2 separate regions of the Zea mays genome follow, and region 1 is linked to region 2. The links are chromatin contacts, called in public Hi-C maps. All regions are on one chromosome and are shown on one strand. Each heading gives the region's core, a stretch centred on a gene start, on an enhancer-like site or on the middle of the called end of the contact. The rest is flanking DNA. Distances are from core to core; before and after follow the strand shown.

What was found. A called contact is a pair of places that touch in the nucleus more often than the background predicts.
Region 1: a contact with region 2 is called in a Hi-C map of leaf, with 4 times the contacts expected there. The contact joins the promoter of LOC100276768 here to the promoter of LOC103654528 in region 2. A contact is called at or near these places in 6 of 25 Hi-C or Micro-C datasets (ear, leaf, root tip and 1 more).

The regions. Positions count from the first base shown.
Region 1 is chr4:207,891,461-207,894,160 of Zm-B73-REFERENCE-NAM-5.0, reverse strand. LOC100276768 (XS domain containing protein expressed) reads left to right here and starts at 1,313. Exons shown (of 3, transcript NM_001150482.2): 1 at 1,313-2,351. The coding sequence starts at 1,465. LOC100273853 (putative H/ACA ribonucleoprotein complex subunit family protein) reads right to left here and starts at 1,107. Exons shown (of 4, transcript NM_001365801.1): 1 at 871-1,107; 2 at 608-756; 3 at 111-226. The coding sequence starts at 1,027.
Region 2 is chr4:208,136,299-208,138,998 of Zm-B73-REFERENCE-NAM-5.0, reverse strand. LOC103654528 (protein ROOT HAIR DEFECTIVE 3 homolog 2) reads left to right here and starts at 1,306. Exons shown (of 22, transcript XM_008681363.4): 1 at 1,306-1,655; 2 at 2,116-2,182; 3 at 2,267-2,369. The coding sequence starts at 1,475.

The sequences.
Region 1 (2,700 bases), core at 64-2,563, 240 kb after region 2:
TGTGAACTTATCAAGTGCAAAAAAAAAAAAACAAATGAATGAGGCATCTTGGGTCCATTTTCACAAAATGGCAAGCAAACAATGCAGCATAAACAACAACGAGCTCATACTTTGGTTGTGGCAGGAAGCGTGAGAGCGGCAGCAATTTCATTGGGTCGATATAGAACTTGTCGCCTTCATTGTACGATGTTGCAATGATCCCCTCCATCATCTTCACAGAGAAATACTACACATACAAAAAAAGATCATATTCACGATAACATTAGTAGCATAGCTAAAGCAGAAATTCCAAAGTTCCCTCAACAAGAGTTGCCTTACTAAATGACACATCAGAATATCATGCTCCGTGTCGTCGTTTTACAGTACAAATGTGGCAACATATCCCAAAATCTTGGTGCACTGCTATTACAACAAGGACCTCACTACAAGACTACAAATATGCAAAATCGCGCACCAAATCCTCACCGTCTCTAAGCAAAACACCTTCAACAAGCTACGCCAATATTATTGCTCTTACCACATTAGAAATGCACCACAACCTCGAGTACCCACGAGGACGTAAAAAAGAGTAGTTTTTTTTAGATTAGGGAGGCGAGGAGGTGCTCACGGATTCGTTGATGGGGCCGAAGATCTCTTCAACCTTGCCGATCTGGGTCTTGTTCTGCAGATAGATGGGCGCGTTGAAGTAGGGCACCTTCTCGTTGGTGAGCTTCGTCACCGCCTCCCCCTCGCACGCGTGCAGGAACGTCGAAACCTCTGCGCACGCCAAGACAGACAGAAACCCCACCAGAAGGTCAGAAAAAAACGAGAATACCAGAAAAGGAGCCAATACCCTGACGGGGAGTGGGTAGGAGTATGGGTGGCACCGACCGACGACCTCCGCGGGCGGGCCCTCGTCGCGGAACCCGCCGCCGAAGCGGCCCCCGCCGCCACCTCGGCCACCACCGCTGAATCGGCCCCCGCCGCGGCCCCGGCCTCCTCCTCCGCCGAACCGGCCACCACCGCCTCGCCCTCTCGGTGGTCGCATGGCGCGCGGTGTGCTTCTGGGCTCAAGGAGAGCTGGCAACCCGGATGCGAGGATGGTCTTGGCGGCGGAGAGGGTGCGATGGAGGTGCAGGGTTTATTAGGGTTTTAGCATGGCGGGCGCGGGGTTTTGGTGTGGTGCATTAGGAGGCTGACAGGTGGGCCCAGGATGGTGGCCGTTGGATCGGTGGTTCTGCCGGGTAGAGGATCAGTGGACGGTGATGTGGACGCCCAGAGTCCTTGCCGTTGATGTGTGTCCTCAAAGATCGCGTAATCGACCGAAGCAAGTGAGGCTGTTCTCTTCACGTGTCTATGACATCTGGTCCTACTCGTCAAAGTCGATCTATCTCACATCGCATGTACTCCATGTAGCCACCAAGTCCAGCCCTTTTTCCCCAAAATCGACTTCCAATCCCGACGAAACCCTAGAAATCCTCCGGCATGATGTCCGCCGCCAATCCGCAGGTCAAGTCCACGCCGCTGCCTCCGCCCGCGGCGCCCACCGCGGCGTCGCAGAACCCGCAGGTCGCTGCCTCCAAGGCGTCGTCCTCTTCGACGTCCGCCGCCGACCCCAACCCAAACAAGCGGACCAACCCGGGCAACGCCGCTGCCGCCTCCGCGCCCCCAGAGCCTACCCCGAGCGTCAACGGGGAGGCCAGCCGCTCGCCTCTGGTCCCCTCGCCGCTCCCTCACCCTCACGAGCAGCACCACCCTCCGCCCGGCGCGTCGCCTCTTCTGCCGCCCCTGCCCCCGTCGCGGCCGCTGCTCACCGTAGCCGCGGTGGAGGCGGTGATAGCAGCCATCCCGCCGCCACCGCGGTACGGGCTGGAGGACCTCGACCGCCGCACCGTCGCGCTCTCTGACGGCACCGTGCGCACCTACTTCGCTCTCCCGCGCGAGCCGCCGCCGCAGCTCCGCCAGCCGCCGCCGCCGATACCCGCGCATCTCTTAGCGCCGCCACCGCCCCCACTGCCCCTGCCGCGCCCGTCCCTCGAGCGGTGGGCTCCTCCGCCACCCATGCCTACACTCCTGCCCGCTGCCGGGCTGCTTCCGCTGCCTGTTCCGAAACGGAAGTGGGAGGATCAGGTCAATGGTGTTGTGCCCTGGGAGTCCTCCGTAAGCACGCTGCAGAAGAAGTCTGAGGCGCATGCTGCGAAGCAGATGAAAGTGGAGAAGCAGGTGAAGGTGGAGGAGACGGGGGTGGACCCGAAGGTGCTGAAGAGCGCCTTTCTTAAGATGGTGAAACTGATGAATGAGAATGAAGCGGATAAGAAGAATTACTGGGCCAATGGGAAGCTTTCCCAGCTGAAGTGCCCTGTATGTCAAAGGTATGCTGAAAAATCTGAAAGCCCTGTTCTTGTCTTATGTCCGAAGATGCTTATTTGAGTGTCTACAACCAAGAAAATTAAAATGTTCATGCCTAGCGTGATACAACATATAACACTGTTTGATGAACATAACTTTGTCGGTAGTATCTTATTATACCTGGCCATCAGTGCCTAGCTGTGGTCATATAGCCCCCCCCCCCCCCCCCCCCCCACACACACACACACCGGAAAATGCTCTTAGGCTATTTAGTTGAAAGAGAACCTTTCAGATTATGTGACATGTCTATACATCCTATAGTGTGTACTTGTGTAGGCCTGTGAGGCTGTGACTATGAAGGGAATCTATGGA
Region 2 (2,700 bases), core at 57-2,556:
CCAATATAAACTGAATTAATTCTATGCATGTCATAGGCCAAAATAAACTATCTAAATATATGTTACGTTATAGATAGCAGTGTGAACCTATATCATATCAAAGAGGCAGACTATCATAGTTTATAATGGCAAATACTCTATTTCACTTCTTTATAAAGTTAGTTAAATTTTAGATATTTTAAAAACTTTAAGACAAACCCAGGATATACACCTTGTATCTCAGAAGAATAGTGGCACTGTGATTGTAGACAAGCTAGATACGGTTCTTGCAATAGGCTGCCTACCTACGGCTATGACCCTTCCTTGGCAAGGTCTTCAAGTTGCCTCTTCCGATATATCTTGGTCACTTGGGGAATGTATAAAACATATACATACAGCACACTAATGTACTTTGATAAAAGATATACATACAGCACACTGATGTACTTTGAAAAGTCATTAAAAATCGAGTTAAACTAAGATAAATAATAATAATAAGCCGGGAGATATTTGGAAATTTGGACTAATGAAGCAGCGCTCCATTCTTCTTGAACCATGGAACAGCCCATCATTAACATGATAACATCGGATAAGGCCTCCTGCGTCGGGCCTACAGCGACAAAAAAAAAAGAAGCAGCCCAGCATTCAGATGGCCCGAAATGGTCTGAAGGCAATACCATAATCAACGGAAGTTTGCTAGAATTCGATAAGGATGTTCAGATGGCCCGAAATGGTCTGAAGGCAATACCATAACCAACGGGGTAAACTATACACGTACACAAAATTAGTTTGCTAGAATTCGATAAGGATGTCATATGTGCTGTGCTGTACGACGCTGCAAGCACGTAGAGGAGCGCGTGGTGTGAGGTGGCAAGAGAACTCAAGAAGGGTTAGATGGCACAAACATGACCTAGAGCTGTCACATTATAAAATCCATCCTCAGGAGTGGTGTACTAAATTTGCATGCAACTAAAAACATAAAAAATTACATGCGACTGAAAACATAAAATTTACATGGTTGTGTTTTTCTGAATGTATTTGTCTTATGTTTCAGTAATTTAGGTCTTGTTAGATAGAGGTCTGATCGGCTTTGATTTTAACTTGTTTTTATACATTAGAGCAGTGAGTCAAAATTTATTTGAATTTGAATCGCTCTAAAGAAGGGAAGAAGAATCGGCTGCGGACCATGAGTGACGTGGCCAAACTATTTGGACGCAATCGTTTTGTTGTAGCCACGTATGTCTTGGAAGCCCCTGGATAGCTCCCTTTCCTGGCTCGCTCTCAATTCCATCGGCCGTTTCTATTCCTTCCGTAAACCAACGTATAAACCCCTCTCTCTCCACAGCGGCGCGCAACGCGACACCTGTCTGCCTTCGCGGCGCCTCCCATTCTCTCTCTGACTCTCTCACTCGCCGTCGCGTCGCTTCCGGGTTCCGGTTCCGGCCCTGCTCGTGGGTTGCTTTGCTTCGGTTCTCCGGCGAGCGAGAGGGGATCGATGGACGCCACGGGGGCCGTCGGAGTCGGCGGCCGGGACGGCGAGTGCCACGCGGCGCAGGTGGTGGGCGCGGACGGAGAGATGGACGCGGCCGCGATCGAGCGGTTCGCCGCCGCCGCGGGGCTCCAGGGGCGGGGCCTCTCCTACGCCGTCGTCTCAATCCTCGGACCCCAGGGCAGCGGTACGTACTTACTTCAGCCGCGTCACCCTCCCCTGCTGCTCCTCCCCCCGGTCTCTCCCTTCCACTCTGCTTCTGGTACAAGGTGCTGCGGCCTGCGGCGTCCACGCTGGGTTTCGCGCAGACGGCGTAGTGAACGGATTCAGAGTTTCAGACATTCAGTTATGTCCCGGATGAAATTTTCGCGTCTTTGCTTACCTTCGTGTCAGTTGTTCGTGGGGATTGATCGGTGAAGGACCGACAATCACCCACGTACAATTACAAGTTGACAACCGTTGCCAATCTACGTCTAAATAAATATATTACATTATTACTACTGCACAGTTGATTCGTTCTCCGTCCATGTAGCGTGTAATGATCGCCGAGCTCTGCTAGGCTCCAGTTTCAATTCCGTCATTTAGCGATTTTGTCGGATTAGATTCAGGGCCCGTCTCTAATGGGTGCTGCTTTGTACGCCGGCCAGGGAAAAGTACCTTGCTCAACCATCTCTTCGGGACAAGCTTCAGGGAAATGGATGCCTTGAAAGGAAGGTAAACACTGTGCACAAAAGCATTTCTTGTTACATCATCCGCATCTGTGGTGTGATATGTGCTGCTCCTTCTGTTCCACGCCAGGCACCAGACCACCAAGGGCATTTGGATCGCCAAGGCTGCTGGGATCGAGCCGTTCACTGTTGTGCTGGACCTGGAGGGGACGGACGGGAGGGAGCGAGGGCAGGTGAAAGTTATTCTACTTGCAGCTATTTCTCCACTTAAATGTTCCCGGACAGTGTTCTTCTTTCTCATCAAATTGTGTTGTCCATGTTCGACATTGCTGTTTGACTGATGGGTGATGGTCCTCCGTGTATAGCATGTTCGCTGTGTTGTGCCTTGCGCATTACCATTACTCATTATGTGCTGACGGCTTGCCAAATCACAATTTCAAGTACCTGATTTGCTATGTACTATGGCATTTAACCTGTCAAGAAGAAATTGGTTGTGTTTATTAGTTAGTAGTACTTGGATTGATTCACATGCAACATTGATTCTCCTGTATGGATCTTAAAGAT